Regions from separate parts of the Anser cygnoides genome. Here all the other regions are linked to region 4. Evidence: chromatin contacts called from public Hi-C data. All regions are on one chromosome and are shown on one strand. Each heading gives the region's core, a stretch centred on a gene start, on an enhancer-like site or on the middle of the called end of the contact. The rest is flanking DNA. Distances are from core to core; before and after follow the strand shown.

What was found. A called contact is a pair of places that touch in the nucleus more often than the background predicts.
Region 1: a contact with region 4 is called in a Hi-C map of liver, with 2.7 times the contacts expected there. The contact joins the promoter of DUSP7 here to the enhancer-like site in region 4. A contact is called at or near these places in 4 of 7 Hi-C or Micro-C datasets (fetal liver and liver).
Region 2: a Hi-C map of liver shows a contact between it and region 4, with 4 times the contacts expected there. The contact joins two enhancer-like sites. A contact is called at or near these places in 3 of 7 Hi-C or Micro-C datasets (fetal liver and liver).
Region 3: a Hi-C map of liver shows a contact between it and region 4, with 7 times the contacts expected there. The contact joins two enhancer-like sites. A contact is called at or near these places in 3 of 7 Hi-C or Micro-C datasets (all in liver).

What each region holds. Positions count from the first base shown.
Region 1 is chr10:17,641,911-17,644,847 of Taihu_goose_T2T_genome, forward strand. DUSP7 (dual specificity phosphatase 7) reads right to left here and starts at 1,586. Exons shown (of 3, transcript XM_048074605.2): 1 at 955-1,586. The coding sequence starts at 1,366.
Region 2 is chr10:17,625,296-17,627,995 of Taihu_goose_T2T_genome, forward strand. No RefSeq gene overlaps it. Among named protein-coding and RNA genes, the nearest start is that of DUSP7, 17 kb to the right of the region's middle. Within about 2 kb of position 1,341, at least 2 of the 3 cell types and tissues checked have open chromatin away from gene starts, as enhancers often do. A contact at or near this core is called in liver, where this site is marked.
Region 3 is chr10:17,437,612-17,440,321 of Taihu_goose_T2T_genome, forward strand. No RefSeq gene overlaps it. Among named protein-coding and RNA genes, the nearest start is that of RPL29, 110 kb to the left of the region's middle. Within about 2 kb of position 1,335, at least 2 of the 3 cell types and tissues checked have open chromatin away from gene starts, as enhancers often do. A contact at or near this core is called in liver, where this site is marked.
Region 4 is chr10:17,524,590-17,527,300 of Taihu_goose_T2T_genome, forward strand. No RefSeq gene overlaps it. Among named protein-coding and RNA genes, the nearest start is that of DUSP7, 120 kb to the right of the region's middle. Within about 2 kb of position 1,427, at least 1 of the 3 cell types and tissues checked has open chromatin away from gene starts, as enhancers often do. A contact at or near this core is called in liver, where this site is marked.

The DNA.
Region 1 (2,937 bases), core at 336-2,835, 120 kb after region 4:
GAGCAGCAGGGCTCGTTGGGAAGCTCGAAGCCAGGACGGGCTGGGGGCTTCGCCCACCAGCACCGGCAGGGAGCAGAGGGAAGGGGGGCACGGGGAAGAGGGCCAGTCCCTGTGCTCGGGGCCTGGGTCCCCCCCTCCACGTCGCTTTCCGAGGAGGCTGGTGCAGAGCAGTGCGCTCTGGGGGCTCGTCCCCAAATACCTGCCTATCTCCCTGCCTCCCCAGGCCCATACCAGGGGCTCCCCCGGCTCCCATAAAAGGGTCTATTAAGGAGCAGCAGCGTTTTTAAAGGGCTGCAAGTGGCAGCTTTCGCACCCCTCCCCCGCAGGGCCGCCTCGCCTCCGCTGCTATTCCTGCCCCAACGCCGCCACCCAGCGACCGCACCGGCAGCCCGGGAAGGGGCCGGCAGCCCGGCTGCGGGCTCCGCTCAGCCCCACACGGAGGCCCGCCGGGATGTTCCGAAACGGTCCCCAGATACCCCAAAACCGCAGGAAAGGGCATGTGCGGGGGGGGGGGGGGATACGCAGGGTCCCCCCCCCCCCGGCTCCTGCATCGTCCTACGGGGGAGGTGGGGGGGGGCAGCCCCCTCCCAGACAGGCTGCTGTTTCCAAGGAAAGTGAATGGGGGGTGCGGGCGGCTTTTTTTGGGGAAGGGAAATACAAGGGACGGAGGCCCTTTCTGAAGGGGAGAGGCGTGGGGCGCCGCGGGGGCTGCAGCGACCCAGCCGGGGGCTGCTGGGGTCGGGGCAGGGGAGGCTGCGGGGAACGCAGGGGGCTGCCCCCGCCGGGCACGAAGGCTGCCGCCGCTGCCGGGGGGGGAGAAGGCAGCGGGGCGCTGGCAGCCTCCCACCATTTTGTTCCGGGGATTAAAGCCGGGGGGGATCGCTGCACCCGGCGGCGCGGGGGGGGGGTGCGGGAGCAGGGCCGGCCGGGGCTCCGGGGCGGGGGGCAGCTCACCTTTCAGGTAATAGGCTTTGCAGCCGTCGTCGCGCAGCTTCTGGAGCAGCAGCCCCAGCACGGAGGTGGCGGCGCCGCCGTCCTGCCAGTCGGCGGTGGCCTCGTCGTAGAGCAGCACGGTGTCGGCCTTGCAGCGCTTGACGAAGCGCTCCTTGTCCTCGTGGTTGGGGATGATGGAGCGGATGGGCAGGTTGCCCTTCTTCAGGCGGCGCAGCATCAGCCCGGGGATGGCCAGGTTGATGGCGGTCTCGATGTGCGAGCTCTCGAACAGCTCGTGGGGGCGGCAGTCGAGCAGCAGCAGCGACCGGCCGCCTCCCGACTCCAGCTCCTCCTGCAGCCACTCCGCGCTCTTGCACGGCATCGCCGCAGCCATGGGCGCCCGCGGGGAGCTCCCCCAGACCTGCGTTTTCATGGGGCTCGGCGGCGGCGGCGGGCGGGCGGGCGGCCAGCGAGCGAGCGAGGGCCCGGCCCCCAGCGGCCACCCCCGCCGCGGCTCCCTGGGCTGGACTGGGCTGGGCTGGGCTGGGCTGGGCTCGGCCCGGCCGTGCGCTGCGCGCTGCCTGCGGCCCGGAGCACGGCGGCCCCGCTCTGCCCTAGGCGGCGCGCCCCATCCCGGCGGCCTCCCTTAAAGCGGGGCTCTCCGCCGGCCCGCCGGGTCGTGCCGCGGGGGCGGGCCGGGGGGCGGGCCGGGGGGGGCCGGGGGCGCGGCACAGCTCGGCGCGCCCCGCCCCGCCATGGCGCGCCCGACAGGCCGCGCCCCCTCCCGCGCCGCCACGCCCCCGCCGTCCGCCGGAGCCAATGAGGGCGCGGCGGGAGGGAGGCGGGCGGCCGTATATGGGCAGGGGCGGGGCCGCCGAGCGCGGGAAGGGGCGCGGGGTCCCGCGGGCCTCGGCGGCGGGACCCAGGCCCGGGGAGGCGGCGGCGGGTCCAGGCCCCCCCCCCGGGAATCCTCCAGGCCTGCGCTCCCCAAATCCCCGCGGGCATCAGCCGCTCCCAGCCCAAGACGGACGAGCCGTGCCTTCGTGGCAACAGCTTCTTCTCACTGTAGCCCCTCGCTCTACGCCCTCCCTGAAAATACTGCCACAGAGGGTAAAGGGCCTGGGTCTGCCCCAGCAGCAGACTCCCAGGCTCAGGGACCCGGCTGGGTGTCTGCGGGGTTTTTCCCAGCCGGCTGAAAGTCAAGGCCCGGGATGTGTCTTGTGTAACGGGAAAGATGTCGTTCTGTAACACCCCCCTTCCCTGCACACGCGCACACAAACACACGTACGCAGTCTGAGTTGTAACAGGCTTTAAAGCTGCTGTTCGAATGATGCTGTGTGCCTAGGCAAAAAAATACATGCTGGATTGTATAAAGCACGCAGCCCCAGCCTGTCTCCTTTTAGCCTGGTCGTTAAGCATAACCCTAATGGGAATGCAGAACCAGCGCAGCACTTGGGAACATGCTGAACTTCGAGCACGTCGAGCATCCCGTTACAAAACCCTGTGCTTTCAGCAGGACCGTGCTCAGAGCCGTTCGTGGATTTCATTGCTATCAGCAAAATAAACGTCTGCTTCTACATTGCTTCTCTGTGACTCAAGTGTGTGCCTGAGAAAGCGGAACAGCTGAAGCTGTCCACTTCCCCTTGCCCAGTTTATTTTTACTGCTGGTTGCTGTGGGAAGCTATTGTGATTCAGCGTTGCAGTAGGAAGTTACTAACGCCACTCTTGCAGCAAAGGATGTTGAGGTTCTTATGCAAGCCACTGTGAAAATAGCTGACCTTTCAGAACATTTCTCAAAGTACCTTCGATTCCTAAGTGGAACAGCAGTGGGCTGTGCAAAGAAGGCACATCTGGGTCTAAAGCCCTTGGTGTACTGAGCATGCTCAGCCTACTGGGGGTACGCTCAGTGCCAGGAATTTTAGGGGGGCTCCTGGGCTCCCCTTTGGGAGGCAGCAGTAACCGCTGTGAGCAGGGATGCGCTTCACCTCCGTCCTGTGGTCACGT
Region 2 (2,700 bases), core at 91-2,590, 100 kb after region 4:
TTCTCCTCCTCATGTAGTGCTTTACCAAAATCCAGACTGAGAAATAAAGCGCCCCATCCATGCGCTGCCGCTTCAGTCAGTCCAAGAGTGCACGAAACATGGCTTTTGAAGCCACATTTCCCCGTCCTTTCTCAGGCTACTCCTCCTCTAGAGACACAAAGCAGAATCTGTCTCATCCCCTCTGCAGAAGCTGAGATCAAACGGCAGCTTTACCACATCACAAGTTACAATTAAGGCTACTCCTGGCAAAAGATGATTCCCTCGCCAAATGCTAAAGCTCTCCTGGCATTTCTCTTCCTATTGTCTGTATCCAGCCCTGTATTTATGAGATTAGCCTCAAATTAGGACAGTTTCCTCATTCTTCCTTCACTCTTACTGCAGCCTGGTTCCTGGGAACTTGATCCTATCTTCCACAGAGGTTACTCCCTGATGATAGGAAACATCTCGTGTATGTAGGCAGGAAGCACCAACAGAGGATTACAACGAGGGCTCTCTCCTAATCCTCATTACGACATATCTCCACGGATCAGGAACCTCAGTGGGCCCATTTGAGCAACAGGAACATTAGGGACCCGTCTCACTCCTGCGCTCCTACACGGCGTCTCGGCCCCCTGTGGCATGGCTTAAAGCAGCACACGGGGCTGCGAGGGCACGACAAGCTGCCCCGACCCTTCCAGCTACTTCCACGGCACCCACCTCTCAGCCAGAAGCATGGCACTTACGTGACGGGAGAGGGCAGATCAAACAAAGCAAGTGCTTTTGGAACTGGTGCCTTGCCCCAGCATCACTCAGAGGAGACGAGAGGCAGGTTTAGTGACCACGGTGATGGCTTTCCGTCACCTAAACCGTCCATTTCAGCAGCTGATGCTGATAAAGAACAAGACGCTCAGTGTGTCTGCTGAAGAACAGCCCCTCTCCCTGCTTTGGGTGTGCTACAGGTCATCGCCCACCTACTGCGGTATCCCTTTGAGAACAGAGGTACAATAACCTCAGGAGTTTTCTCCTCCAGCCACGCACTTCAGCATCTTTCTTCTCCAAACAGAGAGACAGAAGAGGAGGAACAGCATCGCCAACCTCCATAAAACCTCCTCACACACACGCAGTCACAGCGGGCTAGGCATTGGTTATTACAGGACAGTATCTTCTTGGAAGAGCAGAGGAACCAGAGCCACTAAGCCTAGCTGGATCAAGCTACATCGTGCCTCATCTCCAGCAGCAGCTGACAGCAGCATCTAAGGAAGAATGTAAGAACAGGGTGAGAGCGTAGCCATGTTTCATTACAAATGCTTTCCCAGGATCCAGCTATTTGCAGCTCCAGGACCTTCTCAACCAGAGACTGTGTAGTGGCATTTAACAGCCCTCAGAGGATTTTCCTTGCATTAGTTTCTCCAGTCTCCCCCAAACCTGCATAAACTTTGTTCCCCACAGATCTACACAGTGCATTTAAACTGTTTGTGATTTTTTTTCCTAGGAGCTGATTGTGGTTTTTTTGTTTTGTTTTAAACAAAAACAAACACTACTCAGCACCAAGCCTTGTTCCTCTAGCCCAGTTCATTGAACTTCTGAGCTCTGTCACCCACATGACACTATCCTGTTTTGAGCCCCCTGCACTGAATTACGATGAATTACCGATTACAATGGCTCCCTCTCCCTCCTGGATTGCTTTGCTTTTCTCAGCGTCTTATTGCACAACCCCACTACTCTCAATTACAAGGACTTTCTACAGCTATTCACCAGAGCTTTTGTTTTTTGCTGCTCTGAATAGCAAGCAGCAGACTTCATCTGCCACTTACTCCTATTTATCATTAACAGACCCATTCAGCAGCTCCGACCTTTGGCAGCCCCTTGTCACAGTTGACTAATGTCAATTCCCTATCGGGAAAGCTGGCCCTTCACCTTTCGATCTTCATTTCCCATCTTTCAGCTTATTATTTACCCATTAGAGACCGCCATGAGATATCTCAAAACCCTGAGAGCACAAAAGGACCTCCAGCTCCCCAGCGTCCTGCCACCCATGGAGAGTTTTCCTACCTGCTCTCTCGCTCAACTCCTTGGCTTGCTGGCCTCAACAACCTCCCTCAAGAAGGGTCCCAGCCGTGGGCGCCTGTGCCACCGAGGGAAGCACAGCTTCACCCCAGGCACCGCGCCATCGTAGCATTTAGCACAGCCTGACACAACGTGAAGGCAGCAGCCAGGCACCACCAAGACTGCTCTCCTCAGGCTCAGCACCCTCGATTCTGTTGAAGCCAAGCTACGCCACACCACTCCAAGAAAATACTGGAGCTCACTTGTTTTTTCCAGAGCCTGAACAGGTTCCCACAGAAGCCCTACCAGGACTTCCTCCAGCAACACCTGGGCTTGGAGCAGCCCAAGAGTCAACGGTCATTACCCAGCAACCCAGCTCACTCCCAAACCCTAGAATATATCGGGAGAGAAAAAACCGTTCCTCTCCCTAACATCCTTTTGCTGGACTCTAGTCCTTAATACAACAAAGACGAGCAGAGCGCAGCCTTTTCCCCCAGAGACAATTTGCCATCCTGCCACCCACAACCCACCCCATTGTCCCTGTGGAGTTCAGTCGTCGCTTCCCAGACACACCACACTTCTGTGAAGCGTCCTCCACACTCCTCCACCTCAGAGCTACCCAGATTTCAGCACCCAGAGAACAAGCCCCAGGAAAAGTACCTTCCTCTTCTTTCA
Region 3 (2,710 bases), core at 85-2,584, 87 kb before region 4:
GAATAAACCTGACCCCAACAAAGCACCTTCCTGAAGTTGTGGGGAATTGCAGCCAAGTAACGCACGGGCATCACCTGCGGCAGGAGGCCACTAGCAATCTGTTCCTGGCTGTATACAGCTCCGTTAATGGATTATTTTGGAAAATCCCACTGCTACGGAGCATCAAGAGGTGTGTCTGGTAGTGTATGAATGGCAGGAGGGTCAAACACCAGCAACAACTCCGATATACCGCCCCGTACAGAGGGCAATTCAGAGAAGCTTGTCTCAAGTCCTGCCCCTGGCTAACCACTGGGCCACGGCTTCAGAAACTAGAGTCAAGGCAATGGAAAAACCCCAAGTTCATCAAAACCCCAAAGCTTTGCTTAATAAATCACTGAAATCCTAGGACAAGACTCACATTTTGAGTCCTCTTTAAGACCACAGAAGATGGCCAGCTGGATTTTTGTTCACTTGTTTGTTCTTCCTTCTGGCAAATAATAGACGTTAAAATAGTTTTCTCTCGCCAACAAGTTGCTATTAACATCCATGGGCAAAACCTGCAATTTACTGGTAGCCTAATGCCATCTGGTAAAACAACAACAACAAACAACGAAACTAATAAATAGATTCCAAACGTAATAAATTGCCCTTCCAAGAGCACCCTGTGCATCCTGCAGCCAGCACCGCCTGGGTGCCACCACGGTCCCTCTGCATGGCTCCGTGGCCAAACGCAGCAGTGCCCCGGGCAGCTCGCCGAGCAGCACCCGCCGCCGCCTGCAGAGCAGCCCGGAGGGCCCAAGGGCTCAGCCTTGCTGCTGGGATGCTTCATGCACCCGGTCCTGCCTTTCACCACAAGGTCGGTGGGAGACGCTGCAAGGGAAGCTCCAACCCCCTCTCCGAGCTTTGCGCAGGAGGGGGGCGTGTTTAAATATTGAAGAGCTTAGCAACAAATGCTGGGTACACAGAGCAGGTAAATCATTTAACAACCTCTCTCTGTTTATTAGCCAAAGCAAATATTCACAGTGCGATGTGCCAGCAGCAGAAGGTGTGTTTTTCTGTTTGGACCAGGCAAGGGTTCTCTACTCAACTGTGGTATGATTTTATTTTCTTTTCCAATTGTGGAGAGAAAAAAAATTTATTACGCCTAACTGGTGCCCACTACCCCAAAGACAGAAGCAACCCCAAGCAAAGAACACGTTTGGATTTGCTGACACTTTCCTGCTCCCCCCCGGTTTGCACTTTGAGCAGGCGCCAGCCTCTGGGATGCTCCCAAACCCACACCTAACCTCTCAGAGCTCATCTTCTCCTGGACAGAAATACCTCCTGCTCCAGGGGCTTACTAGGTTGAACAGAACTTGTCCTTGTCAGTCTGCTGCTCAAGTGTGAAAATAATTATTCCTTTGGCACTTTATTCAGTTCCGTTCTGCTCCTTATCTTAAGCATTGGAGCTCATTAGCACAAAACACAGCATCTGAGAGGTATTAACACAACGCAAAATAACCACGTGCAGACAGAGGGTTTGAAACATGTGCGTAAAGCTCCATTTCCCAAAGTTTCAATGGACTATAAGGCCACGTAGGTCTGGAAACTCTGGGAAAAATCCTTCCGGTTTTGGTGTCCAAAATAGATCCACCCAAGCAATCCCAATGCAAGAGCTGTAACCACTACAGGTAGTTTTAAAAAGAGGAGGCCCTCCCCTCTCCTTATTTTGTGCTAGACATCTACATCCTGACACCAACACTTCTCTGCTATGAAGCATCAGATGCTTCAGCCCCAATGAAGGGGGAAACTTTGGACATTCCTTTCTCTGAAGCCTTCATCGTTGGCCAGCCTGGATGTCCCCACACGTGGACCATTGTGTATCCTATCCACATGCTTCACATATTGGAGGGCAAAGACAATTTTAGGGCTACAGCTTCCACCTTACAGTCCAGCTCCTTCCAGTTAAAAGTGCTGCAAAGCTGAGGTCTCTTGTGCCTTAAAAGAAATGTGTGCGCAGAAACAGACCAAAGATAGCAGGGACACCACAACCACCTTGTCCAGCGTGGCAGCTCGCCTTGTTTTCCAGCCGAAACACCTCAAGTGGCAGAAAGCCGTGGTGCCTCCTTCACACACTCAGACATCACACCTCTGAGGGTCCCAGCTCACTGCTGCGGCATTTCCTAGGAACCCCTGTGCTGCAGGAAACTCCAGCAACAGCTTCCCAACCTATTTCTACAAGAGTAGCAATGTTGGGACGGATCACAGGGTAAATCATGGGACCATGCCTCTTAACAATACATTGAAAACTTTTTCCATCAGCTACACCATACGGTTTCTGTGCGTCGGCCTACAGAAATCCTCTCACTTGCCCACCAATTGTCCAGCGTGTTTTGAGTGTGCAAGCAAAACTCCTGCTGACTCCTTGGCATCAACGGCTGCCCGTGTCCTTATGGGCTGGCTCACTGCTGCTAATCAGTTACCTAGTAAAAAGAAAGGGAGCTGCCTACGTGCTCGGAGGCTGGTGCACACGTAATTAGCTGTCCGACCTCAGTCGCTGTATACGAAGGTTAAACACAAGAGCGGATATGAACTTTGGACACTCATCAAAGATACACTTGTTAACACCAGAAATGTTTAGAAAGTAGATAAACATAACTCTGGGGAAGGCCAGAGAGAGGAGTCCTAAAATGCCTGTTCCCATAGAGCCCGCACCCGGAGGAGCAGTACCCAAAGGGGCCATGGCCTGGGC
Region 4 (2,711 bases), core at 177-2,676:
TTTATGGGATGGCAGATACACCCTGTGGGACAAATGTAAATGCCTCCCCTGGTCAAGCCTGTCTCAGACGCCATTCAGTGGGACTTCACAAGATTAGCCCTTCAGGCAGAGCTGAATTTTAGATATCCTTCTTTAATACTGCACTGAAATGGTCACCACCAATTCCTATCAGTGTCAGTAGAAGCTAATGCCAGGCCTCTGTGTGCAGCCCTGACTTTCTCTTTAAAGATTTATCAGGTTCACACCATAGCAGTGCTATCAGCTAGCTCTTAGAAACAGCCTTGGAGTGCACGGGCGTGAGCCTGCTCACAGATACCCACATTAAGCCAAGAACAGAACTTATTCCTTATTGCTAATAGGGGAAAGAGAACAAAAGTGAAAGTGCCATAAATAAATCAAAGGCCAATTGCTGCCCTTAGCTGTACATGAGATGGAAGGGATCATCTAGGACAGACAAGATAATCGAGTCTGAGGAAGCATGCCGAGGACAGGGCTGCGTGCTGCCCCTGCCTCTCACCCCACGGACACTGCCAGCAAGGCAAAGTCTGCTGCTCCTTGTGCAACCACACGGACTCTGGACCACACCACAGGCAAGTGCGGATGACGGCCGCCAGCCCGGACACATCCGAGACCCCCAGCTAGGGGAGCCCAGCGAGGCACCCGCCAGCAGGATAGGTGCAGCCGCACAGAGCTGGCACTGAGACAGCCAGCCACGAACCCTCTCCTTCGGCGGGTTTCTGAACAAGAGGGGACAACGCTGTGCCAGAAGCTCTGCTGACACAGGTAGGCAGAGCTCCACAGATACCGGTGCCTCTGCCAGTAGCTGACAGCTGAGGACTGGCTCTGAATCGCCTTAACCACATCGGCGCCTGCTACATTTCAAGTGGGAGCAAGATGGTTTGGGTTTTCTCAATGCACCTTTCAAGCCACGGTGAAGAGAAGCCAGGAGGGAAAGATGAATGCAATATTTACATAAAGCAATGAATGGGCTTACTAGAAAGGCTCTCCTAGTGCCAGTGTTTTTCCCTCAGTGAGGTTTCACTGCATTGCTGTATTCCCCTTTGGTTTGTCAGCCATCTTTCTCCTTTATTAGGAAGGAAACATTCACGCCCTGCAGCTCACTCAGATGGCAAGACTTGAAATATTGCATGCATGCTCCACACCGAAAAAACATACAGCCTCAAAACATTTTCTTTTAGGAAAACATCTCCAAAATGTAGTACTAGGAGGATCAGTTCAGGCCATGCTGCCACAACCCAGCCTTAACTTCATTCCCCCTGGCACAGCAGTACTTCTCCTTGCTTTCCTCCTTGAAGAATTACATCTCATGGAAACCTGGCCTTGCTCTTAGCTACTCCAAAACCTGAGCCAACGCGGTAGCAGGGCTGGCTTTAATACACCTTGACACTTTCACTAGTTAAGGGTTATAAGAGGCTATAACAATCTCAGGGCAATTCTTCTCCTAGTCCTGGCAACAGAAAATGAAGCAAGCTCTCCCAGCTGCAACAAGGGAATGGGAGCAGGGACAGCATTGAGACTTCAAGGGAAAGCTCCCACGAGTTTCTTATCATAGGACTATTTCCTTCCTCTTTGCATCAATTTTTCTTGCCAGGACTGAATGTTGTAGCTATGTCATAATGAAGAATTGGATCTATTACAGCACATGGGAAATCCATTTTCATAGAAATTCAGGTTTGCTGCAGGTGAAAGGAGTTGTGCAAAAGGAGCCTGTTAAAATGTAACCAGTCATCGGATGTACCAGTTAATCATCGACACGGAAGCTTGTCCCCTCTAATAATAATTTTCCATGGTTGCAGAATTAAAACTTAACTGGTCATTGGCTTCAGAAATGACCTTGTCTGACAGGGAAGAGAGAAGGGGAAACAACAGTAACACGACCTTCCAATGTAAATTCTGGACGAGGACAGGAGGGGAGAAAACCACTGCTGGTACATTCCAGCTGACTCGCGATTGACTTCAACCTGCCAGCAACCTCCTGCCTTCAGGGGCAGCAGGGTCGTGCCAACTTAAAAGGGTGAACTGAGCACTATATTTTCATGAAGACGCCTACCAACACGGTTTATCAGGCACATAGGAACACTCTGGGGAAGGCCCAGAAACATCACTGCATTTGGACCTGACTGTGCCAGCAGGGATGGATGCCTTTCCGCACAGCCACCCCAAGCACATGGGATGTTGCAGGGACAAGAGATGGAAACATCACAAAAGTATTTAAAAATCCAAAGCACAGATGAAAGAGAGTGACCAAACAGATACAAAGTGTGACAACCCCCCTCACAGCATCCAGGATCAGCAGGAAAAAATTAAGAGGTTAAAACACTCTTGTACTCACAGTGTTAACACAATTTTACCACGGAACCTGCTGCAACTCCAGCATCACATGTAGAACTATTTTAGCCTGCTACTGATGGGGCAGAAATGAACTTCTTCCAAACAGACAACGAAGCAAGCAAAAGACAAAGAAAAGAAAAATCACTAGACATGAAAATCTCTGCTTCCTATGACATCCAAGTCAGACTTCACCTGGTAGCCAGGTCTACTCAGGCAAGATGCTAGGGAGCCAGGGCTGGTCACACATGGGTCACCATCCACTTCTAGGGATGGAGTTGGGGGGAAATAATGCACAACCAGATTTTTTTACGGAAACTCAGTCACGCAGCAATGTAGAAAAGTGACTAGATGGACTGCCA